Regions from separate parts of the Danio rerio genome. Here region 2 is linked to region 1. The links are chromatin contacts, called in public Hi-C maps. All regions are on one chromosome and are shown on one strand. Each heading gives the region's core, a stretch centred on a gene start, on an enhancer-like site or on the middle of the called end of the contact. The rest is flanking DNA. Distances are from core to core; before and after follow the strand shown. Region 1 overlaps syt14a (synaptotagmin XIVa). Region 2 holds the start of utp25 (UTP25 small subunit processor component).

Evidence for each region. A called contact is a pair of places that touch in the nucleus more often than the background predicts.
Region 2: a Hi-C map of an unstated tissue shows a contact between it and region 1, with 6 times the contacts expected there. The contact joins the promoter of utp25 here to the enhancer-like site in region 1. A contact is called at or near these places in 3 of 18 Hi-C or Micro-C datasets (caudal fin, hematopoietic stem cells and an unstated tissue) and 1 of 4 datasets of contacts at active chromatin or transcription factors (caudal fin).

Annotation. Positions count from the first base shown.
Region 1 is chr13:35,278,921-35,284,064 of GRCz12tu, reverse strand. The region is part of intron 2 of syt14a (synaptotagmin XIVa); the gene reads left to right. Among named protein-coding and RNA genes, the nearest start is that of syt14a, 39 kb to the left of the region's middle. Within about 2 kb of position 3,159, at least 4 of the 62 cell types and tissues checked have an H3K27ac peak or open chromatin away from gene starts, as enhancers often do.
Region 2 is chr13:35,343,649-35,349,066 of GRCz12tu, reverse strand. It overlaps utp25 (UTP25 small subunit processor component), which reads left to right and starts at 2,937. Exons shown (of 13, transcript NM_173273.1): 1 at 2,937-3,079; 2 at 3,183-3,222; 3 at 4,425-4,590; 4 at 4,680-4,946; 5 at 5,125-5,213; 6 at 5,322-5,418. The coding sequence starts at 2,979.

The DNA.
Region 1 (5,144 bases), core at 1,910-4,409:
ATTGAACTATGTGGAATGCGCACAACGATTAAAAAATTGTAAAAAAATAAAAACAGAAAAGCACTTTTGAGTGGGATAATGGCGTCTGCTGCTTCAAAAGCATTAATAGACAATTGAATATCAAGGGGAAAAAGCATTGGTAATATGGGAATATTTTGGTTTCTAAGTCACAGACATCAAACATAAACAGGTCATTTTTAAGAAATTTGCAGAATTGGTGCAACGGCTTACAGATTATTGAGCTCCACCTTGACTACAAAATTAAATCGCAAATCAAATCATAATCGCAATATTTGTCAAAAAAACAAAAAAAACGCAGTTAGACATTTTCCCCAAATCGCACAGCCCAAGTATATATATATAGTTGAAGTCAGAATTATTAGCCCCACTGAATTATTTGCCCCCTGTTTATTTTTTTCCCAATTTCTGTTTAATGGAGAGAAGATTTTTTTCAACACATTTTAAAACATAATAGTTTTAATAACTCATCTCTGATAACTAATTTATTTTACTTTTGCCATGATGACTGTAAATTATATTTGACTAGATATTTTTAGGACACTTCTATACAGCTTAAAGTGATATTTAAATGCTTAACTTGTTTAATTAGGTTAATGAGGCAGGTTAGGCTTAATTAGGCAAGATATTGTATAACGATGGTTTGTTCAAATAAGGCTTAAAAGGCCTATTGATTTTGATAGTCTACAGAACAAACCATCGTTATACAATATCTATCTATCTATCTGTCTATCTGTCTGTCTGTCTGTCTGTCTATCTATCTGTCTATCTGTTCATCTATCTATCTATCTATCTATCTATCTATCTATCTATCTATCTATCTATCTATCTATCTATCTATCTGTCTGTCTGTCTGTCTGTCTGTCTGTCTGTCTGTCTGTCTGTCTGTCTGTCTGTCTGTCTGTCTATCTATCTATCTATCTATCTACAGTATCTATCTACAGTATCTATCTATCTATCTATCTATCTATCTATCTATCTATCTATCTATCTATCTATCTATCTATCTATCTATCTATCTATCTATCTATCTATCTATCTATCTATCTATCTATCTATCTATCTATCTGTCTGTCTGTCTGTCTGTCTGTCTGTCTGTCTGTCTGTCTGTCTGTCTGTCTGTCTGTCTGTCTGTCTATCTATCTATCTATCTACAGTATCTATCTATCTATCTATCTATCTATCTATCTATCTATCTATCTATCTATCTATCTATCTATCTATCTATCTATCTATCTATCTATCTATCTATCTATCTATCTGTCTGTCTGTCTGTCTGTCTGTCTGTCTGTCTGTCTGTCTGTCTGTCTGTCTGTCTATCTATCTATCTATCTACAGTATCTATCTATCTATCTATCTATCTATCTATCTATCTATCTATCTGTCTGTCTGTCTGTCTGTCTGTCTGTCTGTCTGTCTGTCTGTCTGTCTGTCTGTCTGTCTGTCTGTCTGTCTGTCTGTCTGTCTGTCTGTCTGTCTATCTATCTATCTATCTATCTGTCGTCTGTCTGTCTGTCTGTCTGTCTATCTATCCATATGGCTATACGAAATGCCCCATTTTGAGTTTTATCCATTTCATTTAGCAAAATATTGCAAAAAAACAAATTACAAGCTACACAATTTATTTTTGTTAGATTAGCTCCATATTTGGCTTTATTAATGACTAAGCAGATATGCACCAATATAATAATGTATAGCATCCTGTTAGAAATATTAATTTGAAAGATATATTTGTGAGTGGTGTAGTCATATATGCTGAGCACTCTATAATATTAGATTAGATTGAACTTTATTGTCATTACACATGTACAAGTACAATGCAATTGTCATAGATTCATAGATTAATATTATGATTACTATTATTTTAATTATTATTATTATTGTAGATTATTATTATTATTATAGATTAGTTTTATTAATATTATACAGTAGATTGTTATTGTTGTTGTTGTTATTATTATTTTTATATTATTATTATTATTATTATTAATATTATATTGTGTATTTAGCAACAATGCAGTATAATGATGTTGTACAACAAACCTTTTGCACAATAATAATACAAGAAATTATTATTGAACACCAAACAAACATAATACAATGATTTCTGAAGGATTATATGACAAAATATGACATAAGGACTGGAGTAATTACTAGCCAATGATGATTTAAAATGACAAACAAACATTCCTTCACTAATTATTCAAAGAACATAATATGTTAGCAAATGCTTCCCAAAATATTTGACAAAACTTCCAAAAACATTTACTTTTTCAAATCTTATGAAAAAAAAAAAAAATAAATATATATATATATATATATATATATATATATATATATATATATATATATATATATATATATATATATATATATATATATATATATATAATGGAATGAAATGCATTAATGGAAGTATAGGCTGTTTGTGTTTTAAAACCACTGAAATTTTTTGTTTAAAAAGGCAATATTGATTATTTCTGTGGAGTTCGTAGAAGGGCAGTATGAAGGATGTTGATAAACACAAATGCCGGATGTTCAGTATGGATTACCACCCGTCTGTTTCATTGAGCCGGACTGAGCGAGAGTGAGTTCAACTCTTTGCACTGATATTTATAGCACCATCCATGAAACTATTGTATTTATTTATTCCACTGGCATTAAAATAACATACCGATCTGTAATGACTGAGCCCAAATCATGGTATTTCTGAGGCTTGGAGGTCCAGGATAACACTGGTCCAAATTCCCAAACAATGAATGCCAATCTCCCGAGAGGTAATTATCTGCTAAGCTGCAGATCAGAAAATTCCTAACAGAGTTTTATTAGCACTACTTACAGTAGGACTTTGGACTTCAGTTTGCTAAAGATGATTTTGGCAGTGTGGAGTCCTGGGATATGCTACACACTTCAAAGCATGATGTTGATCGGACAGAACAGATGCCACAGGCCAATTATTAGATCAATAGTACTTGTGACGAATGTGCGTGTGTGTCTGAAAATGAATGAAAGGGATCATGTAACAGCCCCAAGAGAAAATGTGGGCAGAAATCCAAACACACGCTAGATCAAATGTCCACATTGTCAGTATACATGCACACAACAGAACTGGCTGGAATAAACTCAATAAACCGTGCACATTAGTGCACACAACTAGCTTTTGTTAAAAGCATAAAGCACTCAATCACACCTACACACTTATACTGTCGACAGGGGCACTTAATGCCCACACACACACACACACACACACACACACACACGGGCTGTGGATCCAGGCATCACTGAGCTGCCCACACACAGGCCTTTACATAACTCTGCTCAGCACCAGTGGCATAATCACAATGACATTTACCAAATAAGTATGTTTGCTCTTATTTGACCTGGTGAGTCTGTGAAAAAGCGCAGTAAACATGAGACTGTGTGCTAAACATGAAACTGTAATGTTCTTCATTTATTCTGAGCGCTAAATCTAAAGTGCAATGAAAATTTGACATTAACGTTCCTTCCAAAATGTTATTTTGTTTTTAAAAAAGAAAACTTGTGCGCACCAAGCGGCAACCTCCCGCTCTAGGGAGTAACTAAAACTGCAATTCAGCCGAAATACCGCTAGTCCTGGCCGCTCCTGGCTCCAAAACAGAGCAAATTTCAATTGAGCCCACTGTTAGAATGGCCAACTTTACAGCAGAAAAAAAGGTGTTTAAAGCCTGGTACAAAAAAAGATTTTGGTTAATACAGCTAATATTACCCTTCATGACAACTGTGAGGGGGTGAATTTTTTATAACTCAACTGTTTCCTTTATATTAATTTATATTAAGTTTGCATAATTAAGGGAGTGGCCACTTGAGTGACAGCTAGGTCTCGTTGGTCACCGTCACGTCACTTCAGCTAAATCCTGCAGATTAGCCACTGAACTAGGCATATTTATCGTATTTCTGTGTTGTTTTATGTGGCTTTACACAGTCAACTGCCTTTTGGACTTGTTTCCTACAATTATTAGATGGCATGGCATGCTGAGTGCACTTAATTGTGCTTACAAACCATTCACGTGGCCTCCGTTTCCCATGTGAGTAAAGTTATATAATTATATACCATCTCTATACATGTATTTGTTTTATTTAAGATCATTTATCGTTTATATTTATATTTACAGCTGTAATGCACTCCAGAATCTGACGAATTGATTAGCTGTAAGCTCTAGAACAGTCATCTAAAGCGTTGTCATACAGTGTTATGCTGGATTTCATCAATAGTCTTACATTAACTAACAAAGACTATATCTGAAGTGTTTGGAAGTAATTCACGTTTTCCTCCTGTTGAAAAACGTCATAAGAACAATGTTTAGTGGCTCAATGTATTACAGCAGTGTGTTTTTAAAAGACTAAACACTTTATTGATATAGTGTACAACCAAGCACAAGTGGTCAGAATACAAACGAGTCACAGATGATAAAGTATTAAGCGTTCTCCCAAAGTAAAGTGTGTCTGAACCAGGTCCAAGCAAAATGCCAGCAGGTGTCTGTAGCTCCACTCAGTCTCCGCCTCTTTGCCCTTGTTTGGTATCCCGCCGTGGGTGCGATGACACGCGACCAAAATGGCGACGGTTGGCCACACCTACTTGTGGCTTCTTTTGCGCTCTTTAGAAACCTATGGGTGATGTCACGGACACTACGTCCATATATTTTACAGTCTATGGTGCGCACCAAGGCTGCATTTACAGCAGATATTGTGTTATATATATTTTCATAAATAAAGCAAATCTAAAAATAAAAAATCTAATGTATGTTGTCTCTTTTGATATATTTTAAAATGTCATCTATTCCTGAGATGACATGCTGGATTTCCACCATCAATACTTCATCAATCTTCAGAAAACCCCTCTAAAATGCTCAGTTAGTGTTTTTTAAACGTGCTATATGTAAGTTTTTGACTCTTCTAAAGCATAAAAATGCCATAATATGTTTGCAGATATCTAAGAAACATGCTAAGTGAACATACTTGTTTATCTGAAAAACAATGCAGTCAGATATTCTGCTTTGAAAACGTGCTTTCCGTGCCAGGATGCGATCTTGGTTCTTTTAACACCCCACTGCCAGTTCAGCCAATTATATTTCAGCACCCCGGGTTAT
Region 2 (5,418 bases), core at 1,688-4,187, 65 kb before region 1:
GTCTCCGTATTTGGTAACCCCACATCTGTTTTCATTGAATGTTATGGAACAATTTTCAATGATCAAATCAATTACATACATTCTTACACATGATCTGGCCAAGATATTTTCGGCTGCAGTCGAGTTAACGCACATCAAACATCAGTTCTGCTCTGATTCTGATGAACACCCGATACGTCTGCTGCACCTGAACGGATGGTGGGATCCATTCCTCCACGCCTGCAGTGTTTGTAATTAGTTAAAGCTGTGTGACGCATGATCTATGGCAAGCCTTTTTAACATTTAATCTATAAAACGTACTAGCATGGGCATTGCTATAGGGTTGAAAGGGATAAGGCATGTTACAGTACAGCTATAAAATAATAAGCTAGACGGATGAACTGATTGTGATTTAACCATTACAAAAACAGATGTGACTGCTATATGATATATAGATAAATATGTCTAGATAACTATATCATAGCTAGAAAGCTAGTACAATTTACGTTTTCCTGAATAATTTGCATGTATTAACATTAATATGACGCACATTTTATTGATTACAGTTATTTTATTTCACCAAAACTACACACATTTTATACCGTGGAAACAAATATTAGGCTTCATCAGTAGTTAGAACTATTCAGTTTTGCGAAACAATTGTATTACCTCCTCCGCTTCAGCTCCTCAAAATAATGAATGAATGACGACAATGCAGTGGTGGGATTTTTTTAACACTTGCCATGAGACAACAGTCCCACTCCCACCTGCCGGTAGAAACAGGTACTGATAAACAGCTCACTGTTTTAATGCCGGACAAAAAAGCTGGCTTAAGTGGAACGCACATGATGTACATTGTAATTTTAAGTACTGGATAACAAAATAAATGTTATACAACCTATTTTCAAGTGCAGCATATTCCAAAAGATCAGGGGCTTTTGACAATACATTAAGGGCTTAAGCCTGCAAACTCCACACAGAAATGCCAACTGACCCAGCCGGGGCTCGAACCAGCAACCTTCTTGCTGTGAGGCGATTGTGTTACCCACTGCGGCCCTATGCTGCCCCCTCGTTCTTTTCCCTACATACAATTTTTATAGATACTATTGAATGCTCTAAAAAAATGCAATAGTGTCTGGCTGCCGACTTGCATGCATGCTCAGACATGTACATTAACCCAAACACTGGATCAATTTGAAACTTATTTTTTAATTATGCAAAAACAAAAAACACACATAAAGGTTGATCCAAACATGAAATTTATTTTATTAATTAGTCACCCCCATGTTGTTCCAAACCCATAAGACCTTCATTCATCTTCAGAACACAAATTAAACATTTTAGGTGAAATCTGAGAGCTCCCTCATCCTCTATAAACAGAAGATCTCGACTCTTTCAAAGTCCATAAAAATACAAAAAAAAAAAAAAAAAATCAGTACTGTGAACTCAATCCATTTGAGTAAATCAAGCAATTTGAGCACAGTAAAACCCAATAAATTAAGAGAACTTAAACCAACTGAGTACTGTAAAACCCAATTAGTTAAGGCAACTTAAAATGCTTAAGGAAACCGATTGCTACAAACCACTTGAGTTAAAAAATGTATCTATATGAGTACTATGAATTTAGTCCATTTAATTTGAAGTAATGAGGTATTTAATTAACTCATTAATCGCATGCTGTTGTATTTTGCACTGTGTTTATTTTGCACTGTCATTTTATTTTCACTGTCTGTATTTTGTACTGTCTGGAGCCAGCACCTAAGCTTTTCACTCATCATAGCACACGTGCTGCTGATGATGTGACAATAAAAGTGATTTGATTTAATTTGATTTGAAAACTCTTTTCAAATGAGTAGAATTAACTTTCAGTAAATTTTGAGGTAACTACACTCATTACATTTCATAAAGTTGACTGTTGGGTTTTACAGTGCAGCAAATATAATAAACGCATATGATTAAGTGGTGTCTAGTAAGTCTAGTAATAAGTAGAGAGTGCTATTTAAGTAGTACATAATAAATCAGAATTTTTGTTATTAAATGAATATTCAGATCTAATAAATATGTATTTTATCTTTTGCCTTAAAATAATCATTGGGCAATTTTTAGCTACTGGTATTTATTGGGAAAAATTAACAGGTATTTAAAAAAATAAGAAAATGTAACATGAAAAGAGGGATGGCACGGTGGCTCAGTGGTTAGCGCTGTCATCTTATAGCAAGAAGGTTGCTAATTTAAGACCGCGGCAGGGCCAGATGGCATATCTCATCTGTGTGGAGTTTGCATGTTCTCCCTGTGTTTGTGTGGGTTTCCTCAGGGTACTCAGGTGAATTGGATGAGCTAAATTTACTGTAGTATTTGAGTGTGTGTATGTTTCCCAGTACTGGGTTGCAGCTGGAAGGGCAACCTCTGCGTAAAATATTTGTCGGAATAGTTGGTGGTTCATTTCGCTGTGACGATCTCTGATAAGTAAGAAGCTAAGCCGAAGGAAAATGAAAGAATGAACACGAAAAGACACAATCAAATGATTTAACAGCTTGCCATACACTGCCAGAGGAAAACTCGAATTCGTTGAATCTTAGGGGATTGATAGAGCATTTCAGAGGCACTAATCATATTGTGGCAGAACATCTAGTAACAAAGCAATGAGAAAATCTCAAAATGAGCTAAAATATAAACCAATGACATGATTCTTCTGCTTTGACAGGTGCTAAAACTTCATCAGATCAGACCCACTGAGTGTTTAATTCTCCTATGGGTTCAGTAATCCGGTCTATGTTTTGGAAAGCAATTACGCGTTAGAAATGACAACCCTGTTATTCAGTGTTTATTATATTTTGGGATTTTTGCTCCTCAAAGACTCACTTTGCCCCCCTTTTTTCTGCATCTTTACCATAATTATGCCAAGCCTTAAGGTGGCGCTAGAGTATGGTATTAACTATCCATGAAGAAAAGAAAACAGGAGCTGGTTACACACGTGTGTGTAGATGTAGAACAGAAACATGGGCAAAAGAAGGCGAGGAAAACAGGAGATTGATAATTTAACTAAGAAACAGAAGAAACATCTAAAGGAATTTGGTGAACAACACCCTTTTCACGATAAGTAAGTACCGTGATGCGTTGTTCAGGACACAGCTCGCAGTATAAGTTAAGTTAGCATACATTCGGAGCTTTACGTGTAAAATATGAATGCTTTTTTATTTTAGGGTTGTTGAAAGACCGGAGAAGACTCAGATTTTGCGCTTGGTAAGTCATTATATTCATGTATTCTTTCATCAGTCAAGTGACCAATTATTTTAGGTTCAAAAACCTGTAACGTTATATGAATGCATTTAGCAGCTGGATCTGAATGACATACGAATAAAACAGGAGTCGACATTTGAAGTGGAGCAAAACCTTTCATCAAAGTTGCACAAAAACTATTGAATGTATTCATTAGATACATTCATAATTCATTATTGCCTTACGACAGTTTTTTTAATTGATTCACTTTAATTGTCGACTGCTATACAGTGTAATTGTGAAAACATTTGCTAGATCACCTAAGGGAAGCTGCTGCTTTTGAGGTGAAGTTGGTTTTGTATTCGTTAATTTTAACGCTCTCTCTCTCTCTTTTGTTTACCACGCTAATTTGAACATTTGGTCTGGAATCGGATTTAAGCATGACTTCAAAACAACATTGCCTCTATTCTATTGACTGTAAACAATGTTGTATTTTGATAGTCGTTGGCTATAGTACGATTTTCATGTTTCGAAATAGCAAATTGTACTTTTCTGAAATGATATTATGGAGAATGTGCAAATATTAAACCAACTTTACATCAGTGCTACAGCTGGTTTAATGTCAAAGTGGTCTTGAACTGCATCTACTATTGTTTTGCTAACACACTAAGGTTGTTGAGTTAATGTATTTCCGAATCCTAAGATAAGCAAAGAATGTACAACAAATGTGTTATCGTATTTATTCATCTTTGTTAACGTTAATTAATTAAAATACAGTTTGTTCTTTGTTAGTTTGTGTAACTTCACAATGCATTAACTAATGTTAACAAGTACAAATTCAGGTTTTGTGATAAAATATGAATAATAAATGCTGTACCAGTATTGTTCTCTATGAGTTTGTTAACAGTAATTATTGAAACCTTATTGTAAAGTGTGAGCATTATTTTATAGTGTTGTGAGATGATGTAGAGGAAGTCTGTCATCGCAATATTGTTTCACACTGAGACCATATGAAAATAGCTCTTTATTGATTTCAAAACCAGGTGGTTTCAGGTTTTTGTAGAACACTATAACTCTAATGTCAAACGCTTGAGGGAAATTAGAATTTTCAGTTCATAAATCCTGGTTTGTGTTCATTAATGGCTCATTATCATGTTCTGTTGTGTGTATGAAGAAAATGTTATGTTTCCAACCATCACACTAAAAGAAGTTCTGCCCCCAAACAGCCTGACAGTCCACAGCGCCCTGAACCAGACAGTGAGGATGACAGTGATGCTGAGCAACCATCTGCATATCAGAAACTACTGTCCACCATGATTCAAGGTGATGAAGATGATGTTGAGAGTGAAGATGAAGAAAGCGAGGAAGAGGATAACGAGGAGGAAGCTGAAGGTAAGATCTTTTACACTTAGCAAATTTCATTTTCATTTGAAAGGGTCTAATGGCATTGACTTATTATATCTTATCTATTTTTTATTAAGTTGAAGGTGATAGTGAAGAAGAAGTGGAGGACACCGATGAAGAGGACGGGAATGATGCTGAGGAAGTTTTAGAGGATAAAGTGGAAGAAACATCTGACAAATTACAGAAAAAACACCCTGAAAAGACCAATGGAGATGTAGAGGAGAATGAAGAGGCAGAGATGGAGGGAGAGTTTACAGATAAAAAGAATGAAGCTGCTTTCTGCTTGGAGACCAATATGCCTGCAGAAGGAGAGGAAAACACAGCACAACAGGAACAGGATGAAGGTGAGACTATCCTATGATACATCATCAATGAAGCTCTCTGAATTTTTAAGTAATGACGATTACTATTGATGTGACATTTGTTACCAGGTCTAGTACTCAAGATTGATTGCATTACAAAACAAAATGAGAACCCAAGTTTAACAGTTTAAAAATGCGCTTGATTTTATGGTTGTTGTAGACATGTTTGTGAAGCACCAAGAGATTGAACTGAGCGAAGAGGAAGTGGGACGAATCTCACAAGGATCAAAGGTCAAGACTCAGGTTAAGGTAGGACAGTTCTCTGTATAAATAAATATTTTTTTTTTTTATGCATATTTCTCTGAATAAATCAATAAAAAACTGACACCAAGAAAAATTTTCACTTTCCCACTCCAGTGGGCAAAACTGGGTGTTCTGCAGTGCATGTGTCCATTGGAACGTTTTCCAGCCATCGGACAGGCCTCTTCTGCCCCTCTTCCACCCATTCACAAAA